Linked DNA regions of Anas platyrhynchos: region 1 is linked to region 2. Evidence: chromatin contacts called from public Hi-C data. All regions are on one chromosome and are shown on one strand. The core of a region is the stretch at or near the end of the contact, and the rest is flanking DNA. Distances in the headings are between cores, read along the strand shown.

Evidence for each region. Hi-C and Micro-C count contacts between places; a contact is called where the count stands out from the background.
Region 1: a contact with region 2 is called in a Hi-C map of liver, with 2.4 times the contacts expected there. The contact joins the enhancer-like site here to the promoter of WDSUB1 in region 2. A contact is called at or near these places in 3 of 8 Hi-C or Micro-C datasets (liver, skeletal muscle and subcutaneous adipose tissue).

The regions. Positions count from the first base shown.
Region 1 is chr7:880,458-886,435 of IASCAAS_PekinDuck_T2T, reverse strand. All of the region lies in intron 2 of TANC1 (tetratricopeptide repeat, ankyrin repeat and coiled-coil containing 1), which reads left to right. Among named protein-coding and RNA genes, the nearest start is that of TANC1, 13 kb to the left of the region's middle. Within about 2 kb of position 2,990, at least 4 of the 8 cell types and tissues checked have an H3K27ac peak or open chromatin away from gene starts, as enhancers often do.
Region 2 is chr7:758,828-764,685 of IASCAAS_PekinDuck_T2T, reverse strand. WDSUB1 (WD repeat, sterile alpha motif and U-box domain containing 1) reads right to left here and starts at 3,474. Exons shown (of 9, transcript XM_027458216.3): 1 at 2,748-3,474. The coding sequence starts at 3,180. BAZ2B (bromodomain adjacent to zinc finger domain 2B) reads right to left here. Exons shown (of 37, transcript XM_072040988.1): 37 at 5,477-5,858.

The DNA of each region.
Region 1 (5,978 bases), core at 1,741-4,240, 120 kb before region 2:
ACCTTTAGCAGCTTCGATACTATTTAGTTGAATTAAATATATTCAGTAACTAGGTTTTCTCTGGTATAGTGACTGCTCTGTCTGCACTGGGAGTTGTGCAGCATAGGCTCAGTCTGTTTTTAAGAAGCATCAGTCCTCCTGGAAAAATACATCTGTGCGTGTTGCAGCTGTGCCTAGGATTTGTAAGTGTACAGTGCATATTTGGAGTGGTGGTATGGTAGTTCCAACCACCCTATCACAAAGCCTGCTTTAATGTAAAATATCTTCCATATTCTACCTATATAAAATTTTAATGTAGAGAAAGGGGACCTAACAAGAAGCCAGGAGGCCTATGTTCGATAAGCTCAGTTTGTGGGTTTTACTAAATGTCAAGCAGGTGCAAGTCCCTCTTTTGCAGTAATATGCATCCTGCAGAGGAAGAAATCCTGGCAACTGATCTATTTCATTTCCTGCATTCCCCTGTGGCATTATTACATGTAGCATTTAATGTTTGGTTTCTGTGTCAATAGCACTTGCTATTTGAAGAGAACCTGAAAGTTGGTTTTACTCAGCTGGGCAGATGAGCACCACAACTGCTTTCTCACTCCTCCCTCAAAGGGAAGGGGGGAAAAATATGATGGAAAGAGCTACAGGGTTGAGATAAGGACAGGGACATCACTCTGTAATTATTATGATGGACATAATAAAAAAACAGACTAGGTGTAAGGAGATCAGAGAATGTCATTTACCTATTACTAACAAGCTAGAGCAGTGAGAAGCAAACCAAAACCAACCAACCAAAAACCCTACAGCCACCTTCCCCTCCTCCACCCTCTTCTAGGCCCTCATCCTGAGCAGCACAGGGGAATGAGAGATGGGGTCTGCAGTCAGTCTATAACGCTTTATCTCCACTGCTCCTTCAGGGTCACTCTGCCCATGCTCTCCATGGCGTCCCTCCCACGGGATGCTGTCCTTCACAAACTGAGCCTGTGGTGGCTGCCTACGGGCAGCAGCTCCTCAAGCACTGCTCCCACACGGCTCCGTACCACGGGGTCCATCCCCCAGGAGCAAACTGCTCCAGCACGGGTCCCTCATGGGTGGGCAGCAGCTCCCCCCAGGCCCCCTGCTCCTGCGGGGGCTCCTCTCCACCGGCTGCAGCTCCGGCCCGGGGCCTGCTCCTGCGGGGACTCCACAGGCCGCAGCCTCCTCCAGGCCACATCCACCTGCTCCACCAGGGGCTCCTCCACCCATGGGGGGGCTGCAGCGTGGAGATCTGCTCCATGTGGGACCCATGGGTGCAGGGGGACAGCCTGCTCCACCAGGGGCCTCTCCCTGCACAGCCCGCAGGGGAACTGCTGCTGCCTGCCTGCAGCACCTCCTGCCCTCCTGCTGCACTCACCTTGGTGTCTGCAAGTCTGTTTCTCACTTCTCATTCCCCTAGCTGCTGTTGCACAGCATTTTGTTTTTGTTTTTCCCCTTTTATCAAATCTGCTCTCACAGAGGCGCAAAGAACATCGCTTATTGGCCTGGCTTTGGCCAGCGGCGGGTCCCTTTGGAGCCGTCTGAAACTGGCTCTTATCTGACGTGGGGCAGCTGCTGGCTTCTTCTCACAGAGGCCACTTCTGCAGCCCCTGCTACCAAAACCTTGCCATGTAAACCCAGTACAGAAGTGTACAGAGAATAAACTCTTCTGCTGAAGTGTTTTATAATTAAGAACACTTCCATTTCAGCCAAGTCAATCTTTTACTTAACTGTTGTATTCTGACAAGTGCTTTTCTGTAAGGTGCTTTATTTTCTCAAATTTATATATATTTTTTAAGGTGTCCTGCTTATAACAGTATTCTTAATAACAAGAACAAAACAGAAAATAAAAATTGTATTTTAAACTTTTAAAGAATAGACTTGACAGTTTTTCATCCTGTTTGTGCCATCAGCTCTGACATCTTTTTTGTTTGTGTTTGCATCATTGGTGATGCTATGATGAATCAGTTTTACCTTGTTTTAGGGAGTTTTATCTAGTTCTAGTCTGAATTTATTACTTTGCCTTTATTTAAATATGAACTACAGCTAAATTCAGAACATAAGGAACAAATACAGTTGGTTTGCTGGAATGGATCAAAGCCATGCAGGAAGCCTGCTTTTGCAAATGATGGAAGCATTTAACAAGAATGGCATGGTTTCAGGAAACAATTTATTCTGTAGAACTTCTTGATGGAAATAACATTGCTTAATATGGGGTTGTTTCTTGTCTGTAGACTTTAAAACACCTTAGAGAAGTGGGAGCGGCTGAAGACAACTGGCAATAAAAGCCATGAAAACAGATTTCAGTAAATGCTGCTAGCTACAAGGCCTTCAACATACATGTATTCCTAAATTTGATAATGTCACACCTTCTGTTTGAAGGCTTCTGGACTTCTCTGCAGGGATGAATTTCTTGAGTGAGGCTGAGTGTCTACCTCTTAGCACCTGACTCTAACATCTTGGGTGGTGCTTGGCAGAGCTGTTTGGGAATTTGGCAATGTGTAACTTTAGCTGTTCTGGAATGAATTATGGTATGTGTTGTTATTCATTGTACAGACTTAAGTCTGAATTGAGAGTACGTGACTTCTGACTTTTGTGTGAAGCCATGAAGCAGATTAAATGACAAAGGAAAAACATGTGGCTAATCTGGAAATCTACAATAAAAGGGAACCATAATGAAAGGTTTAACAAAATAAAATAACTGTTTAAAGCCTTTCTTCCTTCTGAGATGTACTCATTCAGTCTGTCCCTCTCCAAGCAGTATGCACAGATTTGCAAATAATTTTAAGCACAGTAACCTCTCCGTGCTATGCAAAATCCAACTGGTATACACACAAACATGTACATCTACTGAATTCCTCTTCAGCTGCATTGGTAGAGGAATGTGTTTCTGGAATGTAAAAATTCCTTGGCCTAATCAGTGTCGTCTGTGACACTGTTGAGCATAACTCCCAAAACAAGTTCACAGTAAGCAATCCTGTTTTGAAACCCTCACTGTCCTTGATGACCATGGTTTCAACATGCTGTTATTCCTTGTGTTCTCTTTCTGCATCTCATAGGCTGTCCTTCCTTCCTTAGCACGAGCAGGGCAGATGCTTGCAGCTGATCAGTTTAGGTGATCGGTTTAGGAGGAATGCAAATTTTTTTCATGCTTTTGAGCCATTTGTGCATTAAATCTTTTTTTAAGAGAGTAGGTGTGATGGGATTCTTTGCAGATACCCAGTATAGCATTCCTTAGAGCTTCCAGACCTAAAGCTTTGACTGCTTCTTGTCTTCCTCACCGTTAGCTGAATGGCTGCTGCTGTTCTGCGGAATACATTATTGAACCACGCTTGTACCTGGTAACTGTTTTCAGTCTTTCTCAGCTACTGTAAACTTTAAGGCACTTTGCTTTCTCTTTTCACTAGTTATCGTTTTCACTTTATTCAGTGAAACCATGCAGAGAACAATGATTCAACCTGATAGTGAACAGCCTTTTTCTTCTTGTCAAACCTGGCCATAGACCCCAGTCCTGGCCATTATTCCACTCTTACTGGATTTTAGTGGAAAACTTTTAGATAACTTTATTATTAACATACATTTCTGGCATTTCATTTGTAACAAATTACCAGTTTTTAGTTCACTCTTCAGATGAAGAGTCTATTAAAATTATGAAACCTGAGTATTTCTTACTCTCCAGCTTTCCTAGTTTGCTAAGTTGCTATACAGGTTTATCAATCACATCAAGCATAATGTAAGAAACCTCAATAGTTCAGTAGTATGAGTATACTACTTTTGCCACAAGAGGTAGCTATATGTCTACATCTTACTCAGGTTCTGCCAGCTAAGCTAGCCTCTGAAAACGCAGCTATTTTCTTAGAAGGAGGTATACTTAATGTGAAAAAAAAATGAAGTAGTTTCAAAGAAAAATAATAGATTAAGTACTGAAATCATCATTTGGTATTTCACACGGGACTCTAGCAATTGTAGAGATCCAAAGAGCATAGTCGTTACAAAACAGTTCCTTTTCCTTCCTACATTCTTGATGTTTATGGCAGTAGTCAATTAAACTGAAACATCAAACAGGGAATACAGGAAAGCACATACTACATTTATATTAGACACACTTGCATAGATAATCAGTATTTGCTGATTTTATAGGTGCTTTCATACTATGTATTTAAACTTGTTAATTTAGAAACAATTTATTCTTCCGTGAACCAGGCAACATTGGAAAATTGGATACAGCATTTCATATTTAACTGTTATGTAAAATGGGAGGAAGTTTCTGAAACTGATTTCACTTAATTATTTCAGAAGTTATTTTTATGTAAATGAATAACAAAGCTATTATAAAGTATTAGTTTTTATATAGTAGCCATCATTTTAGTTGCAAAATATACAGTTAAAGGCATACTGAAATAGAACAGTCACTAAAACGAATAGTGACCTTAAACTTTAATTCCAACCTACTTTTTTGCTCATAACCTTCTGGAATTCCTTCTAGTTTAATTTATTTTTTCCATATTTGGTATCTTTTTTTTTTTTTTTTTTTTGAAGCTCAAGAGTTAGCGAAAACTCTGAGCCTCATTTAAGCTGTACAAGCCTGAAATATTTGTTCCCTATATGTTGCTGTCAAGAAACATCAAAAACAATGACAAACAAGAATAGCTATTAAAAAATAGCTGAAATTTAAAGCTTTTAACTTGGTTTGTTCTGTGGATCTCAACCATAAAAAGTGAAAACAAGTCAAAAAGCTAAATTCAGAGTGAGATAATTTTGTTGGAGCTGTTCAAAGATGGCAGGCAACAATGGGTAGACATATAATTTTCTCTACAGTGCACATATATTTGAGTTCTGCTGTGCAAAAGTTTTTTGAGGTTTCTAAAGACAGTACTTTAAAATATTATGGATAACCCTCCAATTATGTTTAACTCTAGCCTCTAACCCTTTAGCAAGGCCAATTTTAGGCTGCTACTATCTTGAATTTTATTTTTTCCTAACTGAATTCAACTCACAAAAAGTAAATAAAGGAATTTTAAAATGTTATAGATGTATTTGTCATGACACATTTATAACTCTGACTGTCTCCAAGAACTTAACTGAAGGATAGCTTTGTTCAGAATGCCTTTATAAGTGCATGCACAGAAAAAAAGGGGGATGAGGGGTGGCGAGGGGAATGTCCCAAAGCTCTGCGGGCTGTGGCTGTAAGGAATTTACAAACTTGGCTGGCAAAATTGGAATGCATATATTGTTTTACACTAATAAGATCATGCTTCACAAATTGGAGAAAATTAAGTTTGAACCAACCAACATACTGGTTGGTATGGTAGAATGATAATAAGCTCAGAAATATTTGTCTTTAACCAACAATACTGTTCCTTTCAAATGGAACAAGGACTGCTAACCTTTGGTGTTTTTCCCAGTTTACATAAAACCTTTGGGTAGCCTGGCATATGCATTGTACCTTTAAACACTTCCACTGAGACACAAACTGTTCTTCTGCTATTATGGCTCACCACATGATTAAAAACAAATTCTCATTTTAAAGAACAGTTTGTCATATTTGTAACAAAAATGTGAAGGAACAGTTTTGACTGTGGTTTGGTTCCAGCTGAAGGGCAGGGGGAGGAATACAATCCCCGTTCCTAAGGAGGACCTCGGTAGCACCAGCGTTCTTGACAGTTTTCTGACAGAGTGAACTATAACCTAAGAACAGATCGTCATCTGTTTACAGAGAAGAAATTCCATTAAGTCTCTTTGAGACAGTCTTTCCCAACAGAATCTTCAGAGACATGAATTAATACTGTATGCTAGACCTATTGCCCTAGAAGTATAAATACAAAGTATACTAGGGAAACAGAACAAATTATCAGCCATAAGCACAGATCTCCTTACTTTCATGACTGTTTTCATGAGATAGATGTTTCTAGTGCTTCCAGCTTTTCAAGACATTCATGGATTTTTTGGTTACATCCTGGGGATTTCTGAAGTATTAA
Region 2 (5,858 bases), core at 2,225-4,724:
AGCTCAAAACAACAATATGGTTTCTACATTGTTACTAAACATCAACATAATAATATAACAACAATAAAATAATAATAACATAATTAATTCAAGCTTCTTGAGTTTGCATTGTTCAACTTAAAAAAAAAAAACAACAACACAAACAAAACTTAGCACTTCTCCTATTTATGTTCTTTTGGTCTTCAACATCCTATTCCCTTTTCTTTGTCACATAAATCAGAGGTGTAAAGTCTGCCAGTCTGTGCACGTTACAGCATACTACTAAAAGAATAGCACTTATAATATATTATATTTCTGTCATTGAAAAAAAGGTTGTGAAAAGATATTTGGCACTGACCTGTACAGTTTCAATGACTGCACATTCCAAAGAACTACACTCCCGTCCGCGGCACCTGACACCAGATACGTGGATTCTGGGGAAAATCGGCAGACTCTAACTGGACTGCCACTGGGCTGCCCAAGCACTGCCAGCACCTGACCATCATGTGTGTCCCAAACCATGGTAGTACCATCCGTTGAACATGAAGCTAAAAGGTGTCCCAATGGAGAGAAGCAGCAGCAGTGGACAGCATATGTATGACCTTTCAAAGGTGAGTATGAAAGCTCAGTAAAGTCACTTAAAGAATAAATACGAACTGTTTTGTCCAAAGAACAAGTAGCCAAGAGCGATGGTGAGAAGGCACAGCAGTTGACATCATCACTGTGATCTGCTAAAGTGTGAATTAATGTTGCCATTTTATCTACTTTCAAAGAAAAAAATCTGGAAAAAAAAGTTAAAACAGTTAGTCTCTCCTATTTCATACATCATACATGCTACCTTAAACAAGATACTTTCTCCAGGAAAAAACAGATGTTTTGCAGAGACTAATTTTTCATTTAAGCATTGCTTTTGTCTTCAACTTAAAGCATAGAATATCCACAGCAACAAGATGAGAAGTTTGTGAATCAGTTAGAATTAACATATATGAACTTTTATTTAAGTCAATTTGCAATTTTGAAATAAAACGTGCAAGCTCACATAATAACTATCTAGTCTAGGGGCGCTGGCGATAGAGCTTATTCCAGAACTTTTATTTATTTTAATACGTTTGCTGTTCAAAGTTGTTAACCGCTGCATCTACACGAGACACAATGAAGTAAGCATTTTATGAATTAGGCAATGAATTTTATGATTTAGGCAATGAAGTAGCCTTTTGAGAGGCCAGTCATCAAGCAAAAAATTTATAAACCACTTGCTACAAACAGATATATCTTTCTATGTAGGATTGGGATATATATATGATCTTGTGAGCAACATCTCAAATAATTTTCTTCAGACAGGATCTTCTATGAAGCTATTCTATTTACGATTTCAGTGGCGGGCGTCCTGTCCAACAGGAGCGCATTTTAGTAAACAAATCATAACCTTTTATTTCTTATTACCTGACGCCTCATCACCTCCCCTGTTTCTTCACTGGCTGAGGACTACAGGTTCATAACCTACTCGACACTCCTCTATACCATATATGTACAATTTTTCTTTTTTTTTTCAACCCTTTAATTTCTCCTTTCTTATGTCTTGAGAACTTATGATCTTTGTTTTACTATTCTCACACTGCTCATCTTGTTTTTCTCAAGCTTCTACCTTATTTTGGAACATTGAGGCCTTCCACTGTCCACTTACCTACTTAGTGTTTCTCCTTATTATGACTACACAACGACCTTAGAATACAGAAAAGTAATTGACTACTGCAAAAACACAACTTTGTTTCTCACAATCTGAATTAAAAAATAAATAAATAAAATCCTACCAAGCTAGGACAAAACAGCTGCAAGGTGTCTTTGTATTTGTTTTCAAACAACCCTCCCTGAGTTGTAACTGGATGCATTGTGGACTATTTCTAAGCCACCTGCATTAACATACTATTTCGTGAAAGCAGCAGAAACTTGTCCAATCATACCTCTAAACCTGACTCCACTAGAGCTGTGTGTATGAAATAGATTGCTAGAGCTCTAGCTGGGCACAGGCAACGGATGTATAGTAGGACTGAAACACAAATCATCGGGAATTACATTTGGTCTTTACTTCCAAAGATTGACGTGCATTTTAAACTAACAGCTATGGGAAGCAAGCACGACCAAAGAATAAAAGCTAAACTGAGACATAGTCTGTGGACCTGACAGCTACTGATTTGCTGGGAAGGAGCCGCTGCATCTTCTCTTCGATCATATCCCCTACTCTTGCAAAATCAGGCAGTTACCTGTACTAGCACTGGCCAGCTCGCACTTTTTCTTCCCGGACAGATCTGGGTTAGGTGCCTAACCGTGAGACGCAGATTAGACGGAGTACAAGGCAATTGATTTCCTCGTTCGTGCAATCTCCAAATCTTAGAAAGCACATTTAAACCCTCGCTCAGCGCTGCTGCACCCCTGCTTCCAGAGGAACCGCTGCAGGAGGTGTTAAGCAGACTAAGCAGCGGCAAATCATCTCCTGCCCGTACGGAGAAAAGCCGCCTGCTTCCTCCCGCTAGGAGCAGCTGAGGAGCCTCCCTGCAGCACGGACAGGCCGCAGGAGGTTCCCGCAGCCGAGGGCGCGTTGCGGCCCGCTGTCCCCGCGCACAGCGCTGCGGAATCGCCTCCCCTGGCAGCCGCCACTTCCTCCGTAGCTCGCGAGCCACCCGCTGTCCCTTACAGACAAAGCTGCGGCGCTTTCGGCCGCTACCGACAGCCCGCGCCGGCGCCGCTCAGAGGGAAAGCCCGCGCCTCACCTTGCGCCCTGCCGACGGCTTTCGGAGAGCGCTCGGGGGAGGCCCTCGCTCGGCGGCCCGGCCGCAGGGCCCCTTCTCGCCAGCCGCCGCCAGTCACCGCAGTACTGCGGGACGGCGGAAACGGGCCGCACCGCCGCGCCCCGCCCCGCCCCGCCAGCCCCGCGCGAGCGCCCCCGCGGCGGGAGGGCTCGCCCCGCCCTCCCGGGAGCGCCCCCCGCCTCACCGCCTCACGGCGGGGCCGCTGCGCGCGCGCAGCCCGCGCCGCCTGGCTCGCGGCGCCGCAGCCCGGCCTGCCGCAGTGGCCGGGCCCCCCGCCGTCCCCGCACTGAAGCAACGTCGGCGCCGGCGTTTGGCCGCTTCTTGTTTTTTCCCCCGCCACTTCGCCGGCAACGCTTTCCCAAACGCCTTCGTTTCCCGGTGCGGCAGCGTGCATCCCCGTAAGGCTGCAGTCTCCTTCCTCATCGGCGAAGGATCGTTGCGGTGCGGCCACACAGGCGCCCCCGTTGCGGGAGCAGCGCGGTAGGGCCGGCGCGAGGCGGGCCGCACGACGAGCCCGAGGCGCTCCCCGCTGCCGCCGAGCCGTCGCCACCCTTCCCTTAGCTCCTGGCGGCTTCCGCTGGAAGAGCGGTCCGTAATTAACAGCTGGGAGACTCACCCGAAATTGTTCGCTCGGTAACAAATGGCGAATCAACAGCACGCACAGAAGTGCAGCTTCTATAACCCGTGGTTATTTCGGACAATACAGTCAACAGAAACGTGCGTGATAGAAGACAGTTGTTTTTCTAAGCGTACATGTAAAAAAAAGCTTGCATTGTTAGATCTACCTTGAACTCAGAACTACAAAGAGTTGCGCAAAATCAAACAGCAGAGTTGTGCTGTTCTTGATTTCCATCTTTAGTGGTCAGCTCACAGGCACGCTTTGGTAGATGTAGAACATCTAGGGAAAATACGATACAGACGTGATGTTGTTCATTAATGTTAAGTCCCCTGGACCAGCAGTTCAGCATGTTCATGATGGTTCCTCAGATATCAGTGCCCATTCATAGGGTACAGCTGTTCAGTTAAACTGTCATTAGGAAATTAAAGAAGTCATATAAGAAGAATTAAGAAAAAGCAATAGATCTCTTTTTAAACATACATAGTTGTCATAAGCAAAATACAACTTTGAATTTGCACCTGCTTCTGTGCCATCCAATTTGTTTTCAAAGAGATGCTAAGAGACAAAACAGAATCCAAGGTGGCAGCCAGAAATCTCTTCACTGACCTTTCTCTATTAACGGTATTTTAAAACAAAGAGTTCAAAAGTTTGTCAAGAAATTCTCTAAATTTAGATCAGCCTACATTGTTCAGGAAGGAAGAAAAGCACACTGGACTTTTCCTCTCCAAAAACAGATGGATAGTAACATTAATAGGAGAGAAGGTTAGCAAGTAAGAAAAATTAAGCACATTTTTTTCCAGTAGTTAAAACCCTGATCTTATCTAAGAAGATATACGATGGCGTGTTTATGATTCAAGCTCACTTTTCAAATATAATTCTGTAATTTTAATTTTATTGAAATTGGAATGAAAATACTGGCTGATAGTGAGGAAAACAATACATTAGTAATGTAAAGTCAGTGAGACAAGCTTCACCTCTCTTATCATAGCTGCAAGCTCCTTAACTGTCCTAGCTGTACAGTCAAATCAGGATACAAGCTGAAAAATGCAAATATGTATGTAATGTGGCTGTAACATATGTAATGTTCTATTCTAGCTTTCCAGAAAACTGTGAGATTTACTATGGGGGATAAAACATTAACCAGTACAGAATCTAATAAAATAAAAACAATTGTTTTGCATCGAATAAATGCTTTTGCCAATAATCTAAGCATACTTACAACACTCTTACAAGCCTACTGTTATATGTTCTAAATGCAGATTACTCTTCGTATCTCTGAAACTTATCAGCAGACCTTATAATTGAAATCTTCCGAAATGTGATGAAGAGGAAAGCCATGAAGCAGTCATTGGTAGAGCTAGTGTTAGAATGCAAGGCTGCTTTAATATCCAGATGTGATTTTTTTTATTATACGTAACACCGGTTCTTCTAGCAAGACTTCAGAAAAGAAAAATAACATTCAACAAGATGTTCTGGAGAGGGCAACAGAAACCAACAAAAATTTTATTAAAAAACAGATACTCTCTCAGCAGAGGGAGAAAATATAATGGCAAAGGGATATAAGAAAAAAAAAAAAGACTAAAGCTCAAACTTGGCAGGCCTAATTTAAAATATAAAAAAAATTACTTGTCAAGGGAGCTTTAGGTACTGGGGCTCCGCAGCACTCATCTACAATTCTACTTTCTTTAGTCAGAACAATGATTATGACTCATGCCCTTCTACAGACCAAAAAAACCCAAACCATATAATCATCATTGCTTTTAAGGAACATTACATGTGGTACGTATTTACATTACTGTTGTTACAGTGTGAATGCACGTGATAAGCAGGACTGGCAGAAAGAGGTCAAACTCTAGGCAGCCAACTGGTTATACCTAAAGGCCGCATCATCTTTGCTCATTCAAGTAGGTGGTAGAACTGCTACTCTGCCTGGCAATTGCTTCAAGTTACCATTAAAAGGCCAGGAGAATTAGATGCATCAAACAAACAATGTTAAATGAAAGACTCCCAAGATATTATTAAAAACATTCCTGTATACGCAGGATTTGAAATATTAAAATCGCCAAGAAAATCTGGTTTGCAAAACAGTCGTTTATTGTATCCGTGCCACACATACTAGTGTAAAATAACACTCCTAAAAAAAGGGAAAAAATGAAAAAAGAAGAGGAATGCTACCTTTCCACAACATTTCTTTTAAATAAAATTTCAAGTACTCTTACATTAGTACAAAAAAAAAAATTCTATCTGCCCCAACAGGCCACCACAACACACAGTAGATAAAACACAGTGGTTACAAATGTCTTTTTTGTTATTTATGGGGCAAGGCAAATGGAGAGGAATGTTTCTATGAAAAAATACTGTGTGCGTAGGAAATCGTCACAATTTTATTCCACATGAATACAAATGATTATACTTGAAATTGAGGCCGTGGTGGCTTGAAATTATGTAACAAA